2 separate regions of the Triticum aestivum genome follow, and region 1 is linked to region 2. The links are chromatin contacts, called in public Hi-C maps. All regions are on one chromosome and are shown on one strand. Each heading gives the region's core, a stretch centred on a gene start, on an enhancer-like site or on the middle of the called end of the contact. The rest is flanking DNA. Distances are from core to core; before and after follow the strand shown. Region 1 holds the start of LOC123189130. Region 2 holds the start of LOC123189128.

Evidence for each region. A called contact is a pair of places that touch in the nucleus more often than the background predicts.
Region 1: a contact with region 2 is called in a Hi-C map of leaf, with 4 times the contacts expected there. The contact joins the promoter of LOC123189130 here to the promoter of LOC123189128 in region 2. A contact is called at or near these places in 3 of 5 Hi-C or Micro-C datasets (leaf and root).

The regions. Positions count from the first base shown.
Region 1 is chr2A:506,510,731-506,513,625 of IWGSC CS RefSeq v2.1, forward strand. LOC123189130 reads left to right here and starts at 1,402. Exons shown (of 9, transcript XR_006495597.1): 1 at 1,402-1,933; 2 at 2,020-2,091; 3 at 2,594-2,660; 4 at 2,748-2,895.
Region 2 is chr2A:506,326,391-506,329,090 of IWGSC CS RefSeq v2.1, forward strand. LOC123189128 reads left to right here and starts at 1,437. Exons shown (of 7, transcript XM_044601465.1): 1 at 1,437-2,244; 2 at 2,331-2,478; 3 at 2,557-2,610. The coding sequence starts at 1,547.

The sequences.
Region 1 (2,895 bases), core at 152-2,651, 180 kb after region 2:
ATGGGCAATTTGAGCAACTGGAATTGGATGGTCAGGATATCCTCAACACTGTTATCGATTAAATGGATTTTGGTTTTATTAGTAATTGGGATATGAGAATTCGTTTGCAGAACCATTTCATCAACAACCAACTTTTGTAGTAATTTTGCATCGAACTCCTTGGTTGTAAGGGAAAAAAAATCAGCTTTTCGCAAAAAATATAAACTTAGAACTACCACAAAAACCATATTGCATATAGTATAGTCTTCTCATTTGCTTTCTATTATGATCTTGCCGGTACATTCAATGCACCGACCTACACGGCTGCAACGTCTCATGTTGCGGATACTTCTTCGACGAGTAAGAGTTGCGATATAGGGTTACGGTCTACACTCAACTTGTCGTTGGCGTTGATGGGACTCCACATCGGTTTGACGGTTTTAGCTGAGACATATGAGGTATATATCAGTTTTACGTTACTTATACATGTGATTGCACTTTGATATATACATTGATGTACTGTGTGTGCCAGCATATTGATCTAGGGATGGCACAGATACACAGGGACTTGGCCATTTTCGGGTCGGGTCGCTACATACTCTAAAATCCCCAAAACCCTAGAGGAGTCCACGAAATACTTTTTCCGCCGCCGGAAGTTCCAGAACCACGAAATCCAATCTAGAGGCCTTTTCCGGCACTCTGCCGGAGGGGGTAACGATCATGGAGGGATTCTTCATCATCCTTGCTGCCCCTTCGATTATGCGTGAGTAGTTTACCAGAGACATGCGGGTCCGTAGTTAGTAGCTAGATTGGTTATTCTCTCTTTTTGATCTTCAATACAATGTTCTTCTTGATGTTCTTGGAAATCTATTTGATGTAATGACTTTTTGCGGTGTGTTTGTTGGAATCTGATGAATTGTGAGTTTATGATCAGATCTATCCATGAATATTATTTGAGTTTTCTCTTAACTAATTTATGCATGATTGTTATAGCCTTGTATTTCTTCTCTGAATTATTGGTTTGGTTTGGCCAATTAGATTGGTTTTTCTTGCCATGGGAAGAGTTGCTTTGTGATGGGTTCGATCTTGTGGTGCTCAATTTTAGTGATAGAAAGAGACATGACACACATATATCATTGAACATATAAACCCTCAAGAACTGCTAGGCACGAGGAAGCCATCCACGTCGCCCCGTATAGCGTTGTGCTGTGTGTAAATTCGCCCCGTATTGAACATATAAACCCTCAAGAACTGCTAGGCACGAGGAAGCCATCCACGTCGCCCCGTATAACGTTGTGCCGTGTGTAAATTCGCCCCGTATAGCGTTGTGCCACCGCGTGTAAAATCGATGTCCTCCCAGGGGCATTTTTGTCATTTCATGCATTGAACATATAAAGGCCAGACAACGCAGTGAGCGAGCAGAACGAAGCTAGCCCGTGACCTAATCCGCCACCAACCGCAGACGCCTCCGCCTCTCCTGCCGCCGCCGCCTCCTCCTCTCCTGCTGCCGCCGCCTCCTCCTCTCCTGCTGCCGCCGCCTCCTCTCCTCCACTTCTCTCCTCCTCCCGTCGAAGACCTAGCGCGTGGTCGTTGTTGCCACTCGCCCCTCTCCTGCTCCCGCGTCTTCGACCCCACCCTCGCCAGCTCCCGATGCTCTGTCGAGTGGAGAAGAGGGGTGCGGCAGAGAAGGAGACCAGAGGATGGCGATGGGGGAAGGAGCAGCAGGGTTGGAGCACCCTGGCCATCGTACCCATCCCCAACGCCTCACCCGCTTCCTCCGCACCTCGCCCCGTTCCCCTCCTTCCCTGCTCTCCACTACGCCTCCTCCTCTCCTTCAGTTTTCTCTTCGATGACGCTGCCAAAGAAAGTGCACACGAGCGGTGGATCCGTGCCAGAGAAGGGTGGCGGTGACTTCGCTCCGGTCATGGTGGGGTGCAGCCGCCGGGAAGATAAAGTAGGTCTCCCGCCCGTCTCCGCCTCTCACCGCGCCCTTTCTTGTTGGTTGCTTGTTGGTTCGCTGATGAGGAATGCTGGATGCAGGGTGGGGACTTGTTGGTGAGCTGCTACTACATCGACTGCGGCATGAACGAGTTCGCAATATTGCCGGCGCAGGTGAGCTACCTATCTGCTTAACTGCTCTTATTAATTCCTTAAGTGAATATTCAGTCATTCGCTGCTTTGTTGTGCTGCTAATGCGTTTATCTGAACTGAATCCGGCGATGCATTATCAGAGGATCCCGCTTTGGTTTCTTTATAAATATCTGATAATCATATACTCCATCCGTCCCATAATATAAGAGCGTTTTTGACACTCGGCCGGAGTAATAGTTTGACTATACTGAATTCGCTTGTCTGAAATCATTCAGTAACATTTCTTAGCTGAATATTCTGTCATTCGCTGCTTACTTGTGGTGTTAGTTAGTTTGTCTGAACTGAATCTGCCGATGCATTATCTGAACCCACTTTCATGTCTCTCTACACATGGTCATACAATAATTCCCTTGGTTGAATTCTGATTAAACAATTTGCCTACTCTGTTTGGTTTGATTGGGATACCCTCATGGATAAAAGGTAATATTTTATTGATTGGAGCACTTTGTTTGTAAAATGACAGTCTCTTGTGTTCCTACTCCACGGCTGTATTCCAACACCCCTTCAGACTTTCATTTCAAGCTTGAAAGGTGAGCTTACTGCCATGGTTTATTTCTCTTCCTTGCTAATGTTTAGTCCATATCAAATTGTTCAGTTCTAAACTTCACCTTCTACAGTCTAGCACAAGAATTCGGCTCCCTGTCTGAATTCGCGGAGCATCTTGCTGCCAACGTTGACATTGTCTTCCCAGTGATACATGGGAAATTTGGTGAACATGGTGGTATTCAGGTTCGGAGTTACCAACGAATATTAAATATGCTTTAC
Region 2 (2,700 bases), core at 187-2,686:
TGGCGCACGCGCGAGCTCATGCCATCCCCTCTTCGCATCAGCTCGAGACGGTGTTCCTCTCCTATGCACGATGTGAGCCTAGATGGGAGAAAACAGTCGATTCGGCCATTCCGGCTGGGCCTGGCTCAGAGGTGTTTTAAGAAGTGTGCAATGCGAGCCAAACAATGAAAACAGGAAACCAAACGGGCCAAATTTGCATCCAACAAGTTTAGTTGAGCCTAATGAAGATAACCAAACGCATCATTAGTGTGCCCGATTTGGGGTACGCCGATTGAAGATGCCCTGAGTGGAGTTGTGCACCAAAACAAACAAAAGAAAGCAAAGCAAAGAGATATTATCTTCTTGTGGGCTTATTGGCCCCCTCATATTTTTTGTCAAATGTTGACCGTATGTAAACTAAAAAAAATATAAATTATACGATACAATAAGTATATTATTGGATTTGTATTTGAAAAAGGTTTTCCATAGTATATTTTTGTGACTTATAGTTTACATTTTATTAGAAATTAATAGTCAAATTTTAGCATAAAATAAGAAGGGCCCCACAAATACCTGATGGAGGTAGTACAAAATAAAAGCTGGCTGCATACGTACTCTCTTTGTCCTTGAAAAAAATGTACTTTCAACTTTGTTGGAAAATCAAACTTTTTTATGTCAGACCGTATTTATACAATAATACACCAATATTTATGCCATCAAATTAGTAGCATTAGATTCATAATAAAATATATTTTCAGCATATACCTATTTGGTTTCACTAACATTGATATATTTTCCATAATTTTGGTCATACTTTTAGATAGTTTGGCCCTCCAATAAAGTTAGGAGTATAGTTTTTGAAGGATGAAGGTAGTAGATTTTTTGTTGTTGCAATATACTCCCTTTGTTCCTAAATATAAGTCTTTTTGACATTTCAAATGGACTACAACATACGGTTGTATGTATATTTTAGAGTGTAGATTCACTAATTTTGCTCCGTATGTAATCAATGTTGGAATTTCTAAAAATACTTATACTCCCTCCGTTCCTAAATATAAGTCTTTTTAGACATTTCAAATAAATTACAACATACGGATGTATGTAGACATATTTTAGAGTATAAATTCACTCGTTTTGCTTTACATGTAGTCGCTTGTTAGAATCTCTAAAAATACTATATTTGGAAACGGAGGGAGTATTTGGGAATCGAGGGAGTAGATTTTTGGGTCTTCCGGACCAGCTCAAATTTCAAACTTCAAACGGGCCTGACGACACGGCTGCCTGCCACTCACAGTGATCGCATTGGACCGACCTGTGGGTCCGCTTCACTTTTTTCCGGGAAGAAGGGACCCTCTCCGCGGCAACGTGTAACGCGGCAAGGTCACGGAGCCGTGAGCGAGCCGTAACGGTTCCGTGGGTCGCGCCCGTTCCCCATCATCATAACCTGCGTACCGGTACCACCGGCACCTACCCCCAGCGGCCAGCGAGCGGGGGTAACGTCGTCACCCTAACGCCGCCGCCGTGGCCGGGAGCGGAGCCCGCGGCGCAGCCCTAACGCCGCCACCCCATGGCCTCCTGCGACGACGACTTCGGCCTCCTCGGTGACGACGCCCACCCCGCTCCCCAGCCTTCCGCCCAGCCGGCCCCGCCGCAGCAGGCCCAGGGCTTCTGCCTCGTCGAAGCCTCGGCCGCGGGCTCCGGCGCCGGCCCCGGCCCCTTCGCGCCGGCCCGGGAGGAGGGCAACCACAGCTCCGACCGCGGGAAGGCGTCGTACCACACCAAGCGGCGGAGGGACCGCCCGGAGGAGTTCAGCGATGGGGGCGAGTACTGCTCCTACATCAGCGGCGGGGGGAGGAAGGGCCGTGGCGGCGGCGTCTCGTCGGACTACCGGAAGGATCGGGAGGAGTGGACGGACGGCGCCATCAGCAGTCTCCTCGACGCATACATGGACCGGTTCGAGCAGCTCAACCGAGGGAATCTCCGGGGGCGGGACTGGGAGGACGTCGCCGCTGCCGTGACCGACGGGCAAGGCAAGAGCAGCGGGGGCAAGAGCGTGGAGCAGTGTAAGAATAAGATCGACAACCTCAAGAAGCGGTACAAGGTAGAGTGCCAACGCATCGCCGGCTCCGCCTCGGCCAGCCTCTGGCCCTGGTACAAGCAAATGGAGCAGATTATGGGCAACTCCCCATCGCCCGGCACCCCCAAGCCGCCGCCGGCCACCAACGACGATAAGCCGCGGCAACAGCAGCAGCACAGCAACAAGAGGTGGCTCCATTTGACATCTTTTCTCTCATTAATTTGCGGATCTAATGGTCGAGAGTCTAGAGACGAGCTGATGCTTATCCTTGCAGGTACCCTTCTTCCGGCACTGGCCACGCTACCACCATGGTTCCTTATTCCAGATCCACTCCTCTCTCGAATCCGAAATGGAAAAGGGTACTTCTGAAGATTGGGGGCACTGCATTGGCTGGAGAAGCTCCTCATAATGTTGACCCTAAGGTAGTATTTGTTAGATATGCACAGATCTTGTTCATTGCTCTCCTGAATATTTCACACAGAGCCTTGTGACCTTGCCAGGTGATCATGCTGATTGCCAGAGAAGTTCAAGTGGCATGCCGCCATGGTGTTGAGGTAAATAGAACACATTCATTCTACTATTCTAGACTTCCATTTTGTAAATATCAAGCGATACAGGCCAAGCTAATATTGCATTTTGTCCAA